Linked DNA regions of Sus scrofa: region 1 is linked to region 2. The links are chromatin contacts, called in public Hi-C maps. All regions are on one chromosome and are shown on one strand. Each heading gives the region's core, a stretch centred on a gene start, on an enhancer-like site or on the middle of the called end of the contact. The rest is flanking DNA. Distances are from core to core; before and after follow the strand shown.

Region 1 (5,373 bases), core at 1,679-4,178, 180 kb before region 2:
ATGAAGAGCCAGACACCAGAATGTGGCCGCCTGGACTGTAACTCTGGGTGTGTCACATACTAACCTGCCTGACCCCAGGCAAGTGACTGAGCTTCCAGGTGCCTCTGTTCTCTCATCTGTCAGTAACAGTACCTCCTTACAGAGTTGTCTATGAGAATGCACCGAGCTAGTGTTTGTAAAGCACCTTCCATGTGCCTGGTGTGACTGTTTGTTAAAAATAATGCATACCAAAAAAAAAAAAAATTTAGGAGTTCCTGTCATGGCGCAGTGGTTAAGGAATCTGACTAGAAACCATGAGGTTGCAGGTTCGATCCCTGGCCTTGCTCAGTGGGTTAAGGATCCGGCGTTGCCATCAGCTGTGGTGTAGGTCGCAGACACGGCTTGGATCCCACGTTGCTGTGGCTGTGGCGTAGGCCAGCAGCTACAGCTCCAGTTGGACCCCTAGCCTGGGAACCTCCATATGCTGTGGGAGTGGCCCTAGAAAAGGCAAAAAAATAGAAAATAAAAATAAATAAAAGTAAAAATAATGCATACCTCTGTCCCTATACAACCATTGGTTAAATCAAAAGAAATGCATACCTCTGTCCCTATAGGACTATTTGGTAAAGACAAATAAATGTCTACCTCTGTCCCTCTGTGGCAAGACTAGCCTAGAGGTGGGGTAGTCCAGGGGTTAGAGCATGCCTGCAGCGTTAGCTGAACCCTGCCCAGTCTCAGGATTTCATTGCTGAATCTCTTTGGACCTCAGTTTCACCGTCTCTACCATGAGGATACTAACAGTTCTGATCCCAAAGGCCGATTGGAGTTTTAAATGCAGAAGCTCCAAATTCCTGGACACAGCGCCTGATCCAGCAGAGGGAGGAAGCACCCAGCAAAGGCAAAGTCCTCATCATCTGAACCTCGGAGCATCCCGCGTCCCAGTTTTTTTCGTTTGTTTTTTTGTTTTGTTTTGGTTTGGGTTTTTTTTTGCCTCTTCTGCTTTAACACATGATATGTAGTTTTGGAAATTCTGCCTCAGCAAAGGAACAATTTCATCGTTTTGCCGGTGAAATTCCTAAACATTTTATTCGAGAGCCAGACAAGGGAGAAACACGTTTGGTCACTTCTAAACCAAGAAAACATGGGCACTCCAGTTTCCCCACTCGGTAAACCTGACCACCCCCCCCCGCCACTGCCACCACCAAAGTTGCAAAAGTCACTGTGCAGGACAAAAATCGAAGGAATGAGTATTTTACTGCAAACAAAAGCCATCTTTGTTTGCTGCCCAGCTTGGGAAGAAAAAAAAAAAAAATACCTCAACCCAGGAGCTTGGAAAATTCTTGAAAGTTCTCATTTTATTCCAGCAAATCCAACCGAATTGGCAAGACTCCTGGCCATGTGAACCTGAATCAGAATGAGTCGCCTCTACCCACTGCCCTCCCCCACAGTGCCCAGAACTCAACAGGGTCCACAGGGCATCAATACACATTGGTTGTCAACTCGTGCATGGGAGCCCAATTCCATTTCTACAATGTCGGCTATGTTGCCAAAACACTCAGAAAGCAGCGCTAAAGAACATTTTGAAAACAGGAAAAAAAAAAAAAAAGCATCCATCAACTCACCACTCTAACACAACTCTTAATTTTGTGTGGAAAGTTCTCTTCCAGTCTTTATCCACGTGCAGACATATTTTTACAGCACTGTAGTCATAGGGAAAAACTGCAGCAGCTTTAGCCAAGAACCAGATACCATACAGATCATGTCACTAAACTTTCCAAGTGAGGGCTTTTTCTTCCCTCATTCACTCCATTCATTCAGTCAGTCAGCCATTCGACAAACATGGAATGAACCAGCCTCTGGTGCTATGCCCTGGGGAGTGCGGAGACAGAGATGACTAAGTCACCGTCCCGCCCTCAAGCAGCTCCCAGTTTAGAGGGAGAAACAGACAAGTCAGCAGGAAATTAGAACACGCTGTGATCAATGCATAAATACTGTGAACAACGCACAGAAGAGAAGCATTCGAGGTGGGAGAGGTGGGGAGAACAGCGGGGTGGGGGAAGGGGAGACCGGACAGAACCTACACAAAGACATGAAGTTAGGAGAAAACAAGGTGTCATCAGGTAGCCAAAAATAGTTCAGACTGGCTGGATCCTAGGCAGATGGCCGTGGATGCCGCGAGAAAGGAAGAAGGGGGGGGGCAATCATTAAGATGAAAGGTTTCGGTTTCATTCTGAAGACTGTAGGGGAGCTTCGGAAAGATTGAATTGAAGCAGGGTAGTAGCGCAGTCAGATCCACGTTGGAGGAAGATTGCTCCAGCCACAGAACGGAGGGTAGATGGCAGGATATGAAACAGGTAACAGGGGGACCACTTGGCAGGCTGTCACAGTCATCGATCAAGATAAGGAGGGTCTCAGTGATGGAGATGGCTTCTCCTTAGCACGCTGTGCCGCCTTACCAGGTGACCTAACCTCTCTGTGCCTCAGTCTCCTCTGTAAAGCAAGAATAATAACAGTAGCCTCTCCCGTGTGGCGCTGCGGGGAGGACGGGATGAGATACTGCATGCAAAGCTCCTGGCACAGGGGCTGGTACCCCGAAGACACTCAAGACATGTTCCTTCCCCTTCCCCTCATTCCCTCATCTTCCACCTCACCCTTCCTTAAAGGCTGGCACGGTATGGATCATAGAAGTGGCCGAGGCAGGATTCTAACCCAGACAGTCTGACTCCAGAGGGCAATGCAGAAAGTTTGAAAGTGCCGTTGTCAGGACAGTTACTTAGGAGGATTGTTTAGCCGAATCGAGGGCCCAGCTGAGGTTGGAAACTATGACTTTTGAGTGGGACTAATCAACAAAGTGATGGGATTTTCTCCAGCAGTGTTCCTCCATCTGGGTGTAAGCACAGAGGAGGAGGCTGTCAGTTAAATTTATCCAGGTTTGGTTTTTTGCCTAGTGGATGTGTCAGAGAGACACAGGGCAAGGGAGTTGGAGGATATAGGCAAGATCCTGAAGTCTACATTCCGGGAGTTAGGCAAACAGACCTGGCTTCAAATCTCATCTCTGCCCTGTACTAGCTGTGGGACTTTGCCTAAGTCATTCAACCTCTCTGAGTCCCAATCACCTCGTTCAAAAAAACAAAATAACAACAGTACCTGTCTCATAAAGTTATTGTGAGAATTACATGAGGTTATTAAAAGGATGTTGTAAGATGCTTAGTATGTGCCTGGCACATACCTATTCATTCTATATCATCATCATCAGCATTTTCAAGCATGGAAAGGGGAAGGAACGAGGGGAGTGGGAAAGGCGGAGGAGGTGGGAGAACGAAGGGGGCTCCAGAGCCTGGAGAGCCTCTTGAGGCAAAAGGATGAGCTTTGAGGTCAGTGGGCAGGATGTGGATGGCGGGGGGCTCTGAGATGATGCAGTTCCCACCGATGATGAAGCATGGTATGGCTAGAATGGGGGTGTGTCCTGCACATGGATCATGGATGTCAACTCACCCAGGATGATGTCAGAACTTGGGGTGGAGAAGAAGACAGTGAGCCAGATGTCGAACTCTTCCTTGAATGGGTGAGGGGGATGGTGTGACCAGGAGGGGGTGTCTAAAAAGAAGAGTCGATGAGGAGAGGAGAGGAGAGAAGGTGCTGTAGCCAGATGGCATCAAAAGGAGGAGTTCTTGGCCGAAGGCGGAGGAGTAACGATCTGGACGCAAACAGGGGAAAGCCAGAGCACAGACCCCACCTCCCAGCCCTAGGGTGTCTGTGCTGTGGGAGTGTAAGCAGTGTCCAGCCACCAGAGGGCGCTGCAGGCAAAGCCGTGAGCTCCTCCGCGGAGATTCAGGTTTCAGCGCTTCCACACGCAGAGGTAGAGAGCCCTGTGCTGTGAGGCTTATTTAGAGTTTAAGAGGAATTGCTTCCCGTGGGGATCAGAGCAGAGTGGGAGAGGGCAGTAGGAGGGAGATGGATAAGTCAGGGCTGGTGGGGAGCGGGGAGCACAGAGCAGAATGGGTGGGGGGATGGGAGAGGACACATGATGGGTAGGGAAGCTCACTTTTGGGCTGTAGCCAAGGACTGGGGGATGTGAGGCTTGGTGGGATTAACTGTCCTCAGACTTCCAAATGAAGCTTTTTTCCCTTTACATCTTTTGTTTATTATAAAAGTCACACATGCTTGTTTCAAACAATTCTCATCATTACTGAAGTGAAAATCCACCTCCCCCATCCCTCTCCGCAGAGGTAACCACTGTTGACAGTCTGTCTATCTTTCCGGATTTGTTTTTCCTCTATGAATAGCATATAATATCCTTCATGAAAATCAGATCCTATTATCCTAATTCTTCGGCACCTTGCTTTTATCACAATACTGTATTGGAGACATCAATCAGTATATAAAATGCATCAGTATATAAAGATCTAGCTCATCCTTACTTGTGGCTACCTTGTCACTGTCATCATCACAGTATTCGTGGGGACAGTAACGGGTGGCAGTTATTGAACGCTCTATGCCAGTACTGTCTAGTTGATATGCCGTAGGGATTAACTCATTTACCCTTCACGACTTTATGAAGGAGGTATTATTTTTCCATTTTACAGATGACAAAGATGGGGACACAGAGAGGTTTAGAAACGTGGACCAAGTCACACAGCTCATAAGGGTGAGAGGAGGAAGTCAGACCTCGGTGGTCTGACCGTAGAGCCCAAATTCTTAATCATTAGCAGTGTCGCTTAATGTGCCCTTATTTGGATGTGCTGTACATTATTTATAAATTACAGCTTATGATGCCCATCCTCCACTGATGTCATTTAGGTTATTTCCAATTTTTTTCTGTTTACAAATATATTAAAGGAATATATTTGTTTAAATGAATCATTAGGGAGTTCCCGTCGTGGCGCAGGGGTTAACGAATCCGACTAGGAACCATGAGGTTGTGGGTTCGGTCCCTGGCCTTGCTCAGTGGGTTAAGGATCTGGCGTTGCCGTGAGCTGTGGTGTAGGTTGCAGACGCGGCTCGGATCCTGCGTTGTGTGGCTCTGGCGTAGGCCAGTGGCTGCAGCTCCGATTAGACCCCTAGCCTGGGAACCTCCATATGCCGCGGGAGCAGCACAAAGAAATAGCAAAAAGACAAAAAAAAAAAAAAAAGAATCATTAAATGAAGATCCTTATAAGAGCATTTGAAAAATGGTAAACTCCCGAAAGAAGACTTGCTGGGTCAAATAATATTTCAAGTTGCTGTCTAGAAGTTGTGCTCCTTCAGACAAGCACTGAGAGCACATCCATGTGCCTGATTCACCATATCCTCACGAGTACTGGGGTTTAGCAACCTTTTAAGTTTCTGCCAGGCTGTGAGGTGAAAAATGACATTTCTACCATCTCAATGCTGTTTTAATTTGCATTATTTTTA
Region 2 (5,831 bases), core at 2,978-5,477:
TTTTCCTTCCAGTTTTATAGAATTGACACATAGCACTGTTTAAGTTTAAGGGGTGCAGCATCATGGCTTGACTTAGATACATCATGAAATGATTGCCACAATAAGTTTAGTGAGCATCATCTCATCTAGATACAAGAGAAAAGAAAAAGAAAAAAATATTTTTCCTTGTGATGAGAACTCTGAAGATTTACTCTCGTAACAACTTCCATATATCACATACAGCAGTGTTAGTTATATTTATTATGTTGTACATTACATTCCTGGGCCTTATTTATCTTATAAACCAGAAGTTTGTTACCTTTCGACTCCCTTCATCCAGTGCCTCTTCCCTCTCCACCTGTGGTAACCACAGACCTCATCTCCTTTTCCATGAGTTTGTTTTTGAAGTGTAGTTGGCCTACAGTAGTATGTTAGTTCCTGTTGCACAACATAGTAATTCGATATTTCTGTGCATTTCAGAAGGATCACCATGATAAGTCTAGTTACCATCTGTCACCATACAAAGCTAATATGTAATTACTGACTAAATTCCCCACACCGTACATTTCATTCCCGTGACTCATTTATCTTGCAACTGGAAGTTTGCATTTCTTAATCGCCCTCACTTTTTAAAAAGTACATGTTCTGGAGTTCCCGTCGTGGCTCAGTGGTTAACGAATCCGACTAGGAACCATGAGGTTGCGGGTTCGATCCCTGGCCTTGCTCAGTGGGTTAAGGATCCGGCGTTGCTGTGAGCTGTGGTGTAGGTTGCAGACACGGCTCGGATCCCATGTTGCTGTGGCTGTGGTGTAGGCCAGCGGCTACAGCTCTGATTCGACCCCTAACCTGGGAACCTCCATATGCCGCAGGAGCGACCCAAGAAATGGCAAAAAGACCAAAAAAGAAAAAAAAAAGGATATGTTCTTATATTATATGGCATTATTATTCATTATTTCATGTAAAGGCATAATAAAGAAAATAGAGAGACAAGACCCTTGCTATCATTATTTTCTTTTAGCCTATGCTACAAACCAAAACTTAGAAAATAAAAGATAATCTATCTAGTCACTTATGATGGAGCATAATGGAGGATAATGTGAGAAAAAGAATGTATATAGGTATGTGTGACTGGGTCACTTTGCTGTACAGTAGAAAATTGACAGAACTCTGTAAACCAACTACAATGGAAAAAATAAAAAAAAATTTTTTTAAATCCCACTTTAAAAAAAAAGATAATTTGTATAGGCTACGCTTGCTTGAAAAAACATAGGTGCTGTAACATTTGTTAAAGTACAGCTGAACCCTCAAAATTCCTTTTCTAACCAAATATACATTTTGTAGATGAGAAATCTATAAAGAAATAAATGTTTGTAAACACTGGACAGTTGTTATGGAATTTAAATATCTGTACTTATTACCTAAGACTGTCTGGGTTTCAAGGCTGAATTAAAATAGATTCCAGGCTTCCTTAAAGGTAAACAGCACATCTGTTGATTTGTCTACGACAATGGAAAATGACTGAATTTTGTATTATGATAAAAGTCAGCATCTTCCCTTCCATCTATTTAGCAATACTTTGGGGTAATCTTTTCTCCTTTGGGGAACTTTCCAGATGTTTTGTGAATATGATTCCAATTTAGAAGAATTGTTTTTCTATTGTAGCTGACTGATGTCCTAACTCTGAAACTCGTAAGACTGGTGTAATTCTATCCAAGGGGTCCTCTGCGATGTGTGTAGGAGTGCCCTGTGACACTTTGGCTTCCTTGACTGGCCTAGACTCTCCAAAGCTGCCGGTGGGGGCAGTTTTCCTGGAGTCAGTGAATCCAGCTCCTATTTCAGTAGTTTCCATTAACAGTGAAAATAACATTTCCAGGTATCAGCCAGGGTCACTGAGTTTTGAGCAGTGTTCATATAGTGCAATGAAAATGAACAGCCACAAAATGATTTCAGTGGTTCTTTAGGTACAAATGACTGTATTTTCTGAAAGGAAGAGAAGCCCTGAAATGTAGTGAAAAAGACAGGGTGGTTGCTGTAGTACATACACATTGTTAAAAGAACCATTTTCAAATAAAAGATGGCAAACATTTATTTTAGTGCTAATGTGTTGTCATAGTCTAGCATTAAGTTAGTGAAACAACCTTAGACAAGTATCCAATCTGTATCATGACTAACTACATTTGTTTCTTAGTATTTCCTTAGAAAATTAATCTTCAGAATTCCCTGTTGGCCTAGCGGGTTGAGGATCCAGTATTGTTGATGCTGTGGCACGGGGTCAATCCCTGGCCCAAGAACTTCTGCATGCCATGGGCACAGCGGAAAAAAAAAAAAAAAAAAAAAAAAAAAAAAAAAAAAAAAAACAAACAAAAAAAACATCAACGCTTAGTTTTATCCAGGTATGGGTTATGCCTTTTATGATCTTCCATGGGCCACCCCCCACCCAAATCAGAACAACTCTAAGCTGTCTCACTCTGCCCAGCAGTTGGCTTGTGTCTTGTGTTTGCTGACCACCTTAAATATTTGCCTAGACCAGGCAAAATTTTAAAAGTATAATTCTCATTTAAAAAGAATCACAAGTTTATGGTGTCCAGTTGTAAATGATTTTGAAACTGCAGACCCTCTTGTTCCTCTCAGTTTAACAAGATAGAGAGATGACACATATGATCAACCCAGAAGATAAAGAGACCTATTTTTTTAAATTGAAGTATAGTTGATTTAAAATGTATTAGTTTCTGGTGTACAGCGAAGTGATTTAGTTATACACACACACACACACACACACACTTTTTCGTATTCTTTTCTATTTTGGTTTATCTCAGGATATGGAATATAGTTCCTTGTGCTGTACAGTAGGACATTGTTGTTTATCCATCCTGTGTATAATAGTTTGTGTCTGCTAATCCCAAACTCCCAAACCGTCCGACACCAATCCCTTCTCCCCTTTGGAAACCACAGGTCTGACTGTGAGTATGTTTCCATTTCGTAGATGAGTTTGTTTGTGTCATATTTTAGATTCCACATATAAGAGATATCATATGCTATGTCTTTCCTTTTCTGACTTCACTTAGTATGATAATCTCTAGGTCTGTTCATGGTGTTAGAGAAGGCGTTATTTAATTATTTGTTATGGCCAAGTAATATTCCATTGTAGATGTGTGTGGATATTCATCTATCTATCTATCTGTCTATGTCTTTATCCATTGCTGGACATTTAGATTATTTTCATGTCATGGCTATTGTAAATAGTGCTGCTGTGACCATTGGGGTGCATGGATCTTTTTAAATTAGAGTTTTCTCCAGATACATGTCCAGGTGGTTCTATATTTAGTTTTTTAAGGAACCTCCATACTGTTCTCCATAGTGGCTATACCACTGCACCAATTTACATTCCCACCAACAGTGTAGGAAGGGTCCCTTTTCTCTACACCCTCTCCAGCATTTGTTATTTGTAGACTTTTTTTTTTTTTTTTTTTTTTTTTTTTTGCTTTTCAGGGCTGCACCTGTGGCATATGGAAGTTCCCAGGCTAGGGGGTCGAATTGGAGCTTCAGCTGCCAGCCACAGCCACAGCAGTACCAGATCCAAGCCACATCTGCGACCTATGCCACAGCTCACAGCAATGCCAGATCCTTAACCCACTGAGTAAGGCCAGGAATCAAACCTGCAACCTCAGGGATACTAGTCAGACTCTTAACCCACTGAGCCACAACAGGAACTCTGTTATTTTCGGACTTTTAAATGACAGCCATTCTGACCAGTGTGAGGTGGTACCTCACTGTAGTTTGGATTTGCATTAAGAGACCGATATTTTAAGAGAGAGTATAGACTTTCTTGTCCAAAACTATTTCGAAGAATTTTTTCCCTATAAAATTTACTGGCTAGCGTTTCACTTTTGTTGGAACATTGACCTATGATTATTTTATTCAGTATTTTTGTGGGACACCTATCAATTTTAGTGTCCCAAATTTCCTTAAACACATTTCGTGGCTCTGATATTTCAAGACTTCTACAGAAACTAGAAATTTGGGGGCCATTTTTTTTAAATTGTATTGCTCTGATTTACAATTCTGTATATGCCAAGAGGGAGTCTTACCATGTCAAACCAAGCAAAATTAGCAGAGTACCCATCCGTGATGAGAAAGTTTGGCATGTCTTAAGGGAAACCGGTACGAATCCAGGAGCTTACAGTATAATTAGAGGGTCAGACCTAAACTTGTGACAGGGTAACTAGGCCTCTCGGGCAGTGAGCCATGCTCACAGAGGGAGCTGGAAGATTGCCCCGTGCTAGTGAAGTGAGAGCCAGTGTGGAGGTGTGAGGAGTAACAGCGTCAGGAATACTTCCTTTGGACAGTGATGCTACTTTGTTGGGCTTTCATCTGCTCTTTGTTTCACAAGGACTGACTGTTTAGGTTTCCCAAGGGCTTTGTTGCTTCACCTTCGATTGTGTTTGTTCTGATGTGTAGGTCTCTAATCTAAGGGCCATAAGCTTTTGTGGTGGTTGTTCTTTCTCCCCCTTTCTTACAGCTAGACATAACCCAAGGTCTTAAAAGTTTACTTCTTCAGGTCAGACAGTAAGTAAGTGACTGAACTCAGTCAGGAGGCTTGAGCCATATTTCTGAGTCAGTTATTAGTGATCTCCCATAAGGCTTGTACTCAGAGGTCTTTGAGTGTGACCGTGACTGTAGGCGAGTAGCCTAGCAACACCAAAGTGAAAGTCAGACTCCCCAATTCAAAATAATTGCAGGAAGTCCAGTGTGATCAATAAAGAATGAATGTAATATTTCTTGTAAAAATAGTTTTGCTTATTTTAGTGGCATAGGTAACTCAACAAGGGCTGGCTGTTGCCAAATAGCAATCGTCCAGAGATCTGCTTTTTCACACACACACACACACACACACACACACACACAAAATGTGTAATTATGATGTTACAGTGCATGTAGATGGTTAATTCCAAAGTTCTGAAAATAGTTTCTCTTTCAGCAAATCCTGTACTTCTCTTCCAGCCTTAATTACAAAGTTGATTTGCTTAGCGGAGCAGACCTTTCTTTTCCTGTCAGCCTAGGTCTGTTTGAATTAGCACAGATTTTGAATTAGTGGAGCTCAAATTAATGACGTTTTATTCTGTTACGAAGAGTTTGTTTTCCATCACTGATAATTATTTCCAGGAAAGTTAAGTCCACAGAAAATATTCTCTCAGTTTCCTTCACGTTGTTTACCAAAGTCTAAGAAGAAGTGGCTTTTAGTTACACGGGAGAGGGAGAGGCCATGGCAGTAGCAAAGGAAAATGCGGTGCTACACCCTGGTCTCTCAGATTTGTGGAGCAGGTTCTGAGCAGCATTCTAAACCAATATTATTTCTCATAAAAGGCACAGCAGACCTGGGAATTTTAAATTCTAATGTGATTGAGGGAACGTGTGCTGGTGCATACTAATGCTTTAACCCCCATCAGCCCGGCGGGTTGTCAGAACCTCTTATAATGGACGAGCCTTCTGACAGCCCCGCCCGAGAGGCACCAGAGGTCCACCCGTCTTCTCCAGAGTCAGCTCTTCTCCATGTAGATCATTCTCATGGCCTCTGAGGGTTGAGTTTCAACAAGTCCCCTTTCCCCCTTGGACGCTTACTCACCTGAAATCCTACAGAGAACCGGAAGAGTAGGCGGAGGATTTTTTTTTTTTTTTTAATTTGTGAACTGATGTCTCATTTCTTTCAGACCCGTGTTCATTTAGAGAGACTGTTATCTTGTGCTTCTCTTCTCTGTGCCTGCCCTTGCTGACTTGTGATTCATCCAGTTCATAAGATGTTCCTTTATAAGAAGGTGTGAAAGGCATAAAAATAGACGAGGAATATGAGTCCC

Evidence for each region. A called contact is a pair of places that touch in the nucleus more often than the background predicts.
Region 1: a Hi-C map of omental adipose tissue shows a contact between it and region 2, with 2.4 times the contacts expected there. The contact joins two enhancer-like sites. A contact is called at or near these places in 14 of 47 Hi-C or Micro-C datasets (alveolar macrophages, embryonic fibroblasts, fetal heart ventricle and 7 more) and 2 of 2 datasets of contacts at active chromatin or transcription factors (alveolar macrophages and skeletal muscle).

The regions. Positions count from the first base shown.
Region 1 is chrX:90,517,611-90,522,983 of Sscrofa11.1, reverse strand. All of the region lies in intron 2 of LOC110257717 (a long non-coding RNA gene), which reads left to right. Among named protein-coding and RNA genes, the nearest start is that of RTL9, 33 kb to the left of the region's middle. Within about 2 kb of position 2,928, at least 12 of the 83 cell types and tissues checked have an H3K27ac peak or open chromatin away from gene starts, as enhancers often do. A contact at or near this core is called in omental adipose tissue, where this site is marked.
Region 2 is chrX:90,342,022-90,347,852 of Sscrofa11.1, reverse strand. The region is part of intron 2 of AMMECR1 (AMME syndrome candidate gene 1 protein); the gene reads left to right. Among named protein-coding and RNA genes, the nearest start is that of AMMECR1, 75 kb to the left of the region's middle. Within about 2 kb of position 4,227, at least 5 of the 83 cell types and tissues checked have an H3K27ac peak or open chromatin away from gene starts, as enhancers often do. A contact at or near this core is called in omental adipose tissue, where this site is marked.